Linked DNA regions of Mus musculus: region 2 is linked to region 1. Evidence: chromatin contacts called from public HiChIP or PLAC-seq data. All regions are on one chromosome and are shown on one strand. The core of a region is the stretch at or near the end of the contact, and the rest is flanking DNA. Distances in the headings are between cores, read along the strand shown.

What was found. HiChIP or PLAC-seq counts read pairs in DNA pulled down with a chosen protein or histone mark.
Region 2: a contact with region 1 is called in an H3K4me3 HiChIP or PLAC-seq map of bone marrow-derived macrophages, with 3 times the contacts expected there. The contact joins two enhancer-like sites. A contact is called at or near these places in 2 of 484 Hi-C or Micro-C datasets (pre-B cells and regulatory T cells), 13 of 115 datasets of contacts at active chromatin or transcription factors (the 230-238 cell line, bone marrow-derived macrophages, effector CD8 T cells and 7 more) and 3 of 9 other capture datasets (adipose tissue, liver and macrophages).

Annotation. Positions count from the first base shown.
Region 1 is chr3:84,567,368-84,572,888 of GRCm38.p6, reverse strand. All of the region lies in intron 1 of Arfip1 (ADP-ribosylation factor interacting protein 1), which reads left to right. Among named protein-coding and RNA genes, the nearest start is that of Gm35410, 12 kb to the left of the region's middle. Within about 2 kb of position 3,163, at least 29 of the 459 cell types and tissues checked have an H3K27ac peak or open chromatin away from gene starts, as enhancers often do. A contact at or near this core is called in bone marrow-derived macrophages, where this site is marked.
Region 2 is chr3:84,835,025-84,840,545 of GRCm38.p6, reverse strand. All of the region lies in intron 1 of Fbxw7 (F-box and WD-40 domain protein 7), which reads right to left. Among named protein-coding and RNA genes, the nearest start is that of Fbxw7, 22 kb to the right of the region's middle. Within about 2 kb of position 2,730, at least 11 of the 459 cell types and tissues checked have an H3K27ac peak or open chromatin away from gene starts, as enhancers often do. A contact at or near this core is called in bone marrow-derived macrophages, where this site is marked.

The sequences.
Region 1 (5,521 bases), core at 1,914-4,413:
TTCCCCAATTTTTAATAGGGTTATTTGATTTTCTGGAGTCTAACTTCTTGAGTTCTTTGTATGTATTCAAGTCTTATGTGTATTATTCATATGAATTTTGCGTTAGATTCCATAATATACTTTCTTCACTAAAAGAAGAATTTACATTTATATTCAATATGATATTACCATGTATGTCTTGTTTATGTCTTCCTTGCAATGTCTGCTTTTCTTCAGCTTACCTTCAGAGCTCCTGTAGTATATGGCATGTTAGTTTGAAAAACTCTGATATCTGTTCAGTAGCTCTCATCTCATAGATGTTTAATATTAAGCTTTGGAATCTTTAGACTCAGTGGTTCATAGAGACTATGACTACTGGGATTTTGTTTTTTTTCAATGTTGTCCGGAGTCTTTTGATTCTTATTTTGGGAGAACCAGGCAAATCTACTACATGTTGCTCTATTTTCCCTGAGTTCTAAAAAGACCCTGACTGCATTTAAATTTTGTAGGACACAGAATTCCCCTTATTAAATTCTCCCACATTAAAATTTTTATTTGACTTTCCTCTGAATATGTTACTTTCTTCAGTTTGTAGAAATCAAGTGATTTTTATTTAGTAAAAGCTAATGAATCTCAAGTCATTGTAATTGACTTATAAACTTGAAATATATGTGTATATGTGTGTGTGTGTATATATATATATATACACACACACACACACACAAAATGAATATATATATATTCATTTTGCAACTGTTAAAGAACCTAAAATTAGAACAAGGGCTTTAAATAATAAGCATTTCTAAGCAGAAGTGGAGAAGTTGCCTTGAGCTAGAAGGGAAAATTTTTTCCCCTGAGATGGGACTGGAAGGAAAAGGCCTACAGATGGAAAGTGAAAGACAGCTCAGGCACTCATTTATTTATATATATTACTGGTAATTAGTAGTTTATTAACTAATGAATACCTCTACCTGGTTATAGAGAATAAGCCTGAGATATAATGTAAGATATTTGGCCTATGATATAACTGGCCTATGAGGGCCTGAAAATTATTGGTAATTTGTAGTAGTAATTTGTTACTCTGTTTGAAAGACAGTATTAAAAAATGGCTAAATTTAGCCAGGCAATGGCATGCCTTAATTCTAGCACTCAGAAGGCAGAGGCAGGCAGATCTCTCAGATTGAGGCCAGCCTGGTCTACAGAGTGAGTTCGGGGACAGCCAGGGCTACACAGAGAAAAACTTATCAGGAAAAAACAAAAAGAAAGAAAAGAAAAAAGAGTTACCCTTCTATAAAGTTCAGAAAAGGTGTATCTTTTTTTGTGAGAGTGGGTAGGCTTTACTTCATGGCCTTGCTAATTCAGAGCACTACAGACTACCACTTGAGATATGCCTCTAGCAGAAAATGGATGGCTTAGTGTGGGGGCGGGGGGGAGGGAGAGGGAGAGACAGACAGACAGGCACTCATTAGCCTTAAACTGGTAAGGTTTGAGGCTTAAATAATCATCCTGCCTGTCATGTGTATGTATATATGTATATGTCTGCAGACACAGACACACACACAGCACAAATTACAAGTCCCTAACTTTTTTTGTTTTGCAAGATAAGTTTCTCTGTTTTGCCCTCGCTTTCCTAGAACTTGCTATGGAGACCAGGCTTGCCTTGAACTCAGCGATCTGCCTAATTCTGCCTATTGATTCCTGGTATTAAAGGCCTGCACCACTATGCCTGTCTCATTAACTTTATTATTTTTTTTTAAAGTGTGTGCATGTGTGTGCTTGTGTGTGTGTGTGTGTGTGTGTGTCTGGGTCTGAGTCTACAGAGGTCAGAGGTGCTAAGTTCCTCTGGAACAGGGTTACAGGTGGTTGTGAGCGACCTGAAATGGGTGCTGGAAACCAAACTTAGGTCCTCTACAAGAGCAGTGTGTGCTCTTAACAGCTGAGCCATCTCTCCATCCCCACGAACATGGCTTTTTAGGTCTCATGCCCACATATGTGTATTAGTCATCTAAGTTACGGATAAACATAACTTTAAAAAATAAGCATGGAATAGAATGGGACAGGTAAAATTGCATGGATTTAATATCTCTGCAATTCTCAGATATGTTGTAGCCTCTGTCTGCCTTGATCATTTATTTAGTTGTCTCATAGTTTCCTAATTGCTACTGTTTGATCTTGGAGACAGTTACTCCCTTCTCACCAGAGAGAAGATAAGAGAAATGAGGGCCTGAGCTGTCTTTCACTTTCCATCTGTAGGCCTTTTCTTTCCAGTCCGATCTCAGCGGAAGAAATTTCCCCTTCTAGCTCAAGGCAACTTCTCCACTTCTGCTTAGAAATGCTTATTATTTAAAGCCCTTGTTCTAATTTTAGGTTCTTTAACAGTTGTAAAATGAATTTCTTATATTGCTCACCCTGTTCCCCTTATTGCTAATGTCTTACATAACTGTAATTATCAAGAGCAAATAATCAACATTAGTATAACATTATTGATAAGCTACCCTTGTTGAAATTAGCCTAAATTTTTAACTACTATTTTTCAATTATAGGATCCTGTCTAGGAAGGAACCTGCACTGAATTTAGTTCCGGTTCCATACTTTTCTCCTCTTCCTTTCCCCTTTCCCCTTTCCCCTTTCCTTTCCTTTTTGAGGTAGGGTCTCAATATATAGCTCTAACTGTCCTGAAACTCACTTAGTAGATCAGGCTGGTCTCAAACTCACTGAGATGTCCCTACCTCTGCCTCCCGAATGCTGTGATTAATGGTGTGTGCCACTATGTCCAGCTTCCATAGTCTTTTCTACTCTGTAAATTTCCTTTGTTTGTCATGAAAATTATACTTTTTGACAAGTATAATCAGATAGTTTATAGACTGTGCCTTAGTGACTGTTCTATTGCTATGAAGAGACACTGTGACAAAGGCATCTATTCATCCATCTATAAATAAAAGAAAGCATTAATTGTGGCCTTGCTTCAGCTTCACAGGGAGGTCATTATCATCACGGGGGCGGGGGGCATGGCAGCACTCAGGTGGATAGGGTGCTGGAGAGGTAGCTCGGAGTTCTGTGGGGGGAGAGAACATGCTCAGGCGCACACATGCTCATGTGTGTGCATGCATACTGGGTCTGGCATGGGCCTTTGAAACCCAAACCCAGTGAAACACTTCCTCCAACAAGGCCACACCTCCCAAGTCTTCTCCAATAGTGCAGCTCCCTGATGACTAGACATTCAAATCTATGAGCCTCTGGAGGCTCTTCATAGTCACGTCACCCCAGACGGTCTCTTCATTTGTGTTTATTTTGCTTTCATGATTAGTTCAGGCCCACACATTTTTAGCAAGAATACCACGAAAACAATATATCTCATTTGTCATAGTTCCTTGGTCTCTTTGAGTTTGAATGCTGAATTTTTCCACTCTGAAGTTACTGTTTTTTTTTTTTTCTTTTAGTTGGTAAGTATATTGTGGGAAAATCTGGAAAACCAACCTTGATCCATTTTTTCTCAAAAATTGGCCTTCTAATTTTAGCATCTATCAAGTGGGTGTGGTCTGCAATGTTTGTGGTGTTAACCTGATGATCCTGTTTCCCGTTCTCTTTCTCAATCTGCGACCCCCTTTGAAGATAAAAGTCTCACTGTGTATCCCAGAAACTCAAGATGTAGCCAAAACTGGCCTCAGACTTGAGGAACTGGTGCCTCCGCCCGCCAGTTGTATCATTGGATGGATGGTGTATGAGCACAGTTGGGTGCCAGCTTGCTGTGCATTCTCAGAACCCCCAGAGGAGGCTTTCAGAGCTCTGCTCACCCACTCTCCACTTCATCCCTTTGCGACTGATTCCTACTTATTGAGCTTGAAGCTGGCCTGGAGGCCAGGACGCTTCAGCAATCCTTGCCTCCCCAACGCAACATGACCATGCCCAGCTTTTTATGTGGGTGCTGGGGTTGGACCTCAGGTTTGCACAGCAAGGCTTTAAACCCATTGTGCCATCTCACCATCTGCTTCCGTTCGTATTTTCAGTTCCGAGGGTCTTTTCCCCATTTACTTATTTATTTGCGAATGTTGTTAAGGGCTGGCTCCTGTTAGTCTGTTTCCTTAAATGCTGTTTTGTTGCTGTTACTCAATTTAAGCCAACTTTAGCAACTAGTGGCTCCTTCAGCTCACACCTGTTTTCTTTGGATGTGTTCCCATTCTTTTTGGAAATTTTCCTTATTTTTCTGACTAGATGATATTGTAGTCTCTTCTGTTTTTCTTGACTCATCCTTAGAGTGAAATGTTTGTCCCCGAATCTTTATTCTTTTCATTGGAGAATGCTGTTTAGAGACCAAGACTTAGGGCGCAAGTATACTTAGTCTTTCTAGACTCCTCAGTACAGAGAGAACCTAACGCCCGTATATGCAGACATATTAAAAGTTTGATTCCAGGTCAACCTCACAGGGTTTGTGTTAGCATTTTCCTCTCTTATAACTTCCCTGTGACAGTTTGAAATGAAGTTCCCAATATCTATATTTTCTTGTATTCCTTTTTTCCTTTTACACAGATTTTCATTTAACCTTTAGGTAGCCTCCTGCTGTGCACAGCTGAGTCTGATCTTGAAGTGCTGCCCCTCCTGCTTCTCCCACGTGTGGGGTACACATTTGCTTCGTGACCATCTGTCCACTCCATTTGATTTTCTTTTCTTCTCTGCTTGCTTAGTTATCTGTCTACTACACAGATTGACTTCTTAGTATTTCTGTTTTTCAGTTTCTACTCACCCTGTTAGTTATAGTTTTCATTAAAATTATTTTCAAGGGTATGTGAGCATTATTATGACTCTAAGAGTCAGAGTTAGTTTTAAAACTGTAGCTAGAGGTGTCAGTACCTCACCATCCTCCCAACTCCTCATGCCACCATTTTCTCACTGCCCCTGTAGAGGAACCATCTACCTTGTTTCCGAGTTATGCTTCCTGCCCAGTTTCTTATGTTCCTTCTTAGATAGAGGTAGCAAAATGAGCTTGTCAGACTTTTTTTTCAGTGAGCAGTTTCAAGGTTTCAGACATGTCCAACCTATGGCTTGTGAGCTACATGGGCCACGGGTAGCTATAAATGTGGCTCAGCACAAAACTGTAAACTTAGGACATCATGACACTTTTTTTCTAAACTTAGCTATAAGGTTCTTGAGCATGAAGCTTGTGAATGGCAACACTTCACAGTGTCAAAAGTTGAACTTGCCTGGTTTAGATGTAGTTTAGTCACTTTTGTATGTATAGACATAGATGATTTCCAGTGTTTTATGGTCGTAAAGAATGCTACAGTGTGCATTTACACATTGCTTATTTTATTACTATTTAGTCTTGTTATTACAAATGGGATTTTTTTTCTGTCATTTGGCCTACTGATTGTTGTTACATATTCAGGCTGATTTTGTTTTGAATTCCTTTTATCATCGATTTTTTTAGGGGGACATATACTGCCTATTGTTTGCAAATAGAGATAAAGTTCTTTATTATTACTCTAATTTCTCTTAACTGTTTGGAATGGTCAAGACTTCTAGTATAATGTTGAATAATAGTGGA
Region 2 (5,521 bases), core at 1,481-3,980, 270 kb before region 1:
TAGACACTAATGATGAAATTTAATTTCCATAACACAATCAACAATCAAAATTTATACTTTTTAACATAAACCCATAAACAAAAGCTAATTAGAATTATTAAGCAAATCAGCTGCAAAAAAAATGACAAGAAACAGCTGAAAAACAGCAGACTGATGCAGAAACTTAAGAGCTGCTTTCAACAGACAGAGAGCATGAGCTGGCACGCCTGTTCCCAGTGCGGTCTGAAGCAGTCACTAGGAAATGCATCAGTACTCCTCCAGCTTCAGAACACATCAAGAACGCCTGGAGAAGTGAGCAAGTACACTACTCTCTGGCTGCAGCCAGGAACATCTGTGTGTTTGTGCCCATTCGGAGTTGAGGTTGACTCTGCCATGGCTGACCATGGGAAAATACTTAGAAATAAAACTGGGATAAATTAATGGGAAGTATGGATGAATTTTGTGAAGCAAACTGACACAGCCCAAGTACAAGGGGGCACTAGTTAATGCCTTGCTTAGCTAAAAGCACAATGTCTGGGAAGCTGTAGCTTATAAACCATGCTCCATGATGTTTTCCTTGTTTCCAACTTTCCAGGCGTTGCAAATTTCAAGCTGCAGTTTACAACAGAGATAGGAAATAAATTGAGAACAAACATTGCTTTAAAAACCAAAGCAGCAGGACGAAAAATGAAATCTACTGTAGGCACTGTGAAGCCTGATGTAAAATGCACTGCAGGACTTGGGAGCCGGCTCACAGAAAGAACACTTGCTGTGCAAACATGAGGACCTCAGCTAGACCACTGGAAGGAGGAAGCAGGAGCTTACTAGCCAGTCAGCCTAGCTGGAATGCCAAACTTTTGGCTTACGGAGAGACCTTGGGTCAACATAATACCGCAAAGAGCCAAAAAGGGAGGCACTCAAAGACTTCCTCCAACTTCCACATACCCGTGCACAGGCATATACACCTGCATACTCATGTGCATGCATCATATAAATATAGCTCACACCATCCCAAACCACACACAAAGGCAGGCAGGCAAGCAGACAGACAGACAGACAGACAGACAGACAGACAAATGTATTCTAGAGAGTAAGCCATCTCTGACATGGAAGTGAACTAGAAGAACGTAGAAGCAGTTTAAACTTTATTGAAAAACTGAAACTATCATAACATCATAAATAAATAAATAAATAAATAAAGATAAATAAAGAGCTATAAACATTTCTATACTATGTGATATTAGAAGGAAACTTTTAGAAGAGCTTTTTAAATTGTTATTACCAAACACAGAACAAAACCAAAGAAAAATATCAGTTGTTTCCATGGAGTAACATGTGAGCAATGTTAAGGTGTAAAACTCATCCATGACTAAATGAGTGAACCTGCTGGGAGACAAAGTCTATCACAAGACAACCACTGGCTATGCACTAGTATTCCTACAGCAGGGTCATATGTCTGTGCCATCCAAAGTCATTCTAACACAAACGTTTTTAAAGATGCTAATGGAGAAAAAAATGGAAAAAACTCAACCCACAGTAAAAATAAACAAATAACTCCTTGGTGAGATGGCCAAATTGAAGGCTAGGGAAGAAAAAAAGGGACAAGATAAGCCTGGGACAACTGATGCTGCTGCTATAATCTGTCCTCAAAAAGTGATTGAGACAAGATGAAAGATTGAGAGAGTCCTGAGGACCAAACCTCAGATGACCAAAGCACCAAAGGAAGAGAAAGAAATAGATGAAATCCAGAGAATAAAATCTGAGTCTACAGGATAGAGAAAATATTCATGAGTCTATTTTGATACACTTAAAGTACATACCTCAGAGGAGATAGCTCTTCCTTACAGAAGAAAGAAAAGAAACAGAAAATAACACTGGCCAAACACCAAAGTAATAATATTCATTCAGATACAAATTATCACCAGAATTTGAAATTAGAAACTAAAAGCATGATGAAAATAAGGTAATTAACATAATCACAAGATACCTTCCCCATAGGACACTTAATTGCAAGGTTAGCATGCAACTGGTACAAAGCCTAACATCAGCTTACCAGTGCTGGTCTCACCAGATGAATGGGCATACTGACACTGTGTGCCATCCAGTAAGAGTCACAACAGCATTTCTGTAGTACTCTTACCCAACAATTGTCACCAAAACATTAAACAAAAACTGGAGGTATTCAACACAACCAGTACTTTTCCAAAGTAATAATAAAAGGCAAGAATTTTAGAAATGTTTCAGACTGAAGAAAATTAAGGACACTGGTGATTCGAATGAAATGTCCCCCATATTCTCAGCTTTTTAGATACCTGGTCCCAGTTGCTGGTACTGTTTGGGGAAGTGAGTTGTGGCTTTGTTAAAAGAAGTTATGTCTCTGGGGGCGGGATTCTGGGGCTTAAAAAACTCACACCATCCTCAGGCCACTTTCTGTCTCATGCTTGTGGCCCAAGTTATAAAAGCTCCAACTGCAGCAGCCACGCCTGCCTGCTGCCATGCTGCCCCACCATGACTGTGAAGGAAACCCTATGCTCTGGAACTCTGAGCCCAAACAAACACTTTTCAGTCAGTTGCTGTGGTGTTTTATCACAGCAATAGGAAGTTGCTAATACAGCAGCAAATAAATGTGACTCGTGAGTGGTTCGGAGTTAGACTCTGGCCCAGAGAAAACACACGCACAGAGACAATAAACAGGTAATGCGTTTTACACAGTTTGAGGTGAACTTGAGCAATCACTGCTTCCTGGGTAGCAGAAGGAAAAGTGGCATCAAAAGAACTGCTGAGGCTGAGAAGATAGCTCCGCTGTTGAGAGCCCTTGTGCTCTTCCACAGGACCTGAGTTCAAATCCCAACACTCACATCAGGTGGCTCACAACCATTCCAGTTCCAGGAGACTGGATACCCTCTCCTGGCATTCACAGGCACACAAATAAGTAATAAATCTTCTTTTTTAGTTTTTTAGGGTGAGACATTCTGTTACATAGTCGTTGCCTAAGGTTCTCATAGCAACTGGGAGTCCTCCTTTAGTGACTGCTGGAGCTGCTTTCTGAGGCAGAAATTACTTACAATGTGGAACATCATCCTAACAGTGCAAGAGGTAGAAGGAAACTAGGACACACTCAGTGAGTTAACACAACCCTTCTACAGCTCTGCAAAGGTGGCAGTAGTCAGCAACAGTGTGCCTGCTACCCTATGAAGCAGCCAGACAGGCCCAGATATGCAGGACCCCCTGCTCAATAAAATGCAAAGCCCTCTAGGTTACATGGCACAACCAGACACCCCAAGTTCCTGCTGCCATGCCTTCTACACCATGACAAACTTGTATCCATTCTTAAATGATGAGCCAAAATAAATCTTGTCTTCCTTGGTTTTCTTGAGTATTCTGTCACAGCAGTGAAAAAACAAGTCCTCTTTCCTTCATTTAAACAGACGCACTATGCCAGGTAAAGCTACGAATGGTGGTGCACACCTTTAATCCCTGCACTCAGGAGGGAGGCAAGTAGATCTCTGAGTTCCACAGTAGCCTGGCATACACTGTAGTTCCAGGACAGACAAGGTTACGCTGAGAGACAGGACAGGAACACCTGGGAGGGCACAACAGACCCTCACATGGTCTTCTGATTCTATAAACAAAGTAAAAGAGAACTCTTGGCTTCCATTTTCCCATTTATTCTACTTTACCTCTTTTTCTGTGCCTGAAAAGTATGGGTGAGACAGGAGATAGCTTCCCTTAAGCAGTTAGGGCAGCACTCCTTAAAGACACAAGGATAAGGAGTCGAAGACCATCTTCACCTACATAGTAAATTCCAGGCCACCTTGAGCTATAAGACTGTTTTAATTTTAGTAAATTAAAACAGATTTCTAATTCTATTCAGGAAACATTCAGACTATTGTGAGAATACCACAAGCAGACCTGTAGTGAGTACAACCCTGAGAAAAAAATACAAAACTTTAAAGATCTAGCAGTAAAACAGATGCTAACAATAAATGTCTTAATATGTAGAGTAAGATCAAAAAGGAATTCATTTCTCTTTGATTTAAAGTGAAACACTTAAAAGAAGAAAACTCAGCCCAAGTTTACCACTAGTTAACTCTTGACTGAGGAAGCAAGTTTCTTCCCAGACCCCACCACCTCTTCAATAATGTCATCATCTGTATAATAAACATGTATTACAGTATATTTACCTTCACAAAATTAACCACAGAAACCTTCTGAGCTACCACCCTAACCTACAAGATAATCAAACATTTACTCAAAGGTGGTTTCTTAGGGAGTCATGTAATGTTACATAAAAGAGAGAGTTGCTTATCTGGAGCATAAGCACTGTCTAGTGGAGGGGCCAGTAGATAGCGAGCACCTGCTATTACAACCTGACCAGACTCACCTCTGGGCCCCTGGGACGGTGCAACTGTCTACGGCCCCAACAGGGCAAAAGGATGAAGAATGAAGCGTCTGAAACCGGCTTTTGTTACCCAGGGGACTCAAGGCCAATCTAAGCTACATGCCAAAGAGGGAGGAAAAAGAGAAGGAAGGGAGGGAAGCAAGGAAGTGACACTACTGTGTAAAGGATAAAATATGCACAGGAACTCAAAGATTAATATTAAAATAACACTACCTCAATAAGTTTTCTTAGCTTAAATGCAGAAGTAATAATATTTGGATATATTATACAAATATATAGTAAACACATTTTAAAAATACACTAAAATTACTACTATCTGTTTCAATACCATTAGTAGAAACTTTGCATTCAGGTATACAGCATTGATCAACACTGTCTCGTTGACAGTTGACAGCTTTTAGAGGGTCTCACTGAGTCTCCTCTGAGCTCTCTTTTTCTTCTGCTGCAAGAAGCAAGGCTTCCTAAAACCTTCCTGCACTGCACAACACTGCATTATACAAGGAGCAGGGGGAGGGGGTGACAGTAAGTGACTACAAGGGAAACTGTTCATGTCTTCTAAATTCACACTGTGACATGAACTGTAACAACAGAAAGTCTGAGGTGAGTATACTCTGACTTCTCTAGAAGGGTTGGGTTTCCAGTAACCAGTGAAAAGATTCACTACTACTAGAATTTCTAATGGGAAATTACCTGGTTTGGGCCTTAAGAGACAGTAACTGGAACAGTAGATGAGGAAGCTACCTATTTAAATCTATCTAGCTTTGGAGATCTAACAGAGAACAAGAGCATACTGCAACTATCTTGAGAAAATACAAGAATCATTTTACCACATCCCAAAACCATAAAGCATTATCTGATAAAGGATTATTTTGCCAAGAAGGAATCTGAGGAAAGCGTAAGTTAAGAGTAATATGTATCGGACCTGGAGAGATGGTTCAGCAGTCAAAAGCACTGGTCACTCTTCCAGAAGACCCTGGTTTAACTCCCAGCACCCACATGGTGGCTCACAACTACTGTAACAGTCCAGGGGATGTGACACCCTCTTCTGGCACCAATCATGCCTATGATGCACAGAGTTCCACACAAACAAACACCCATAGGCGTAAAGTAAGATAAAATAGTATTTAAAAAAAAAACAAA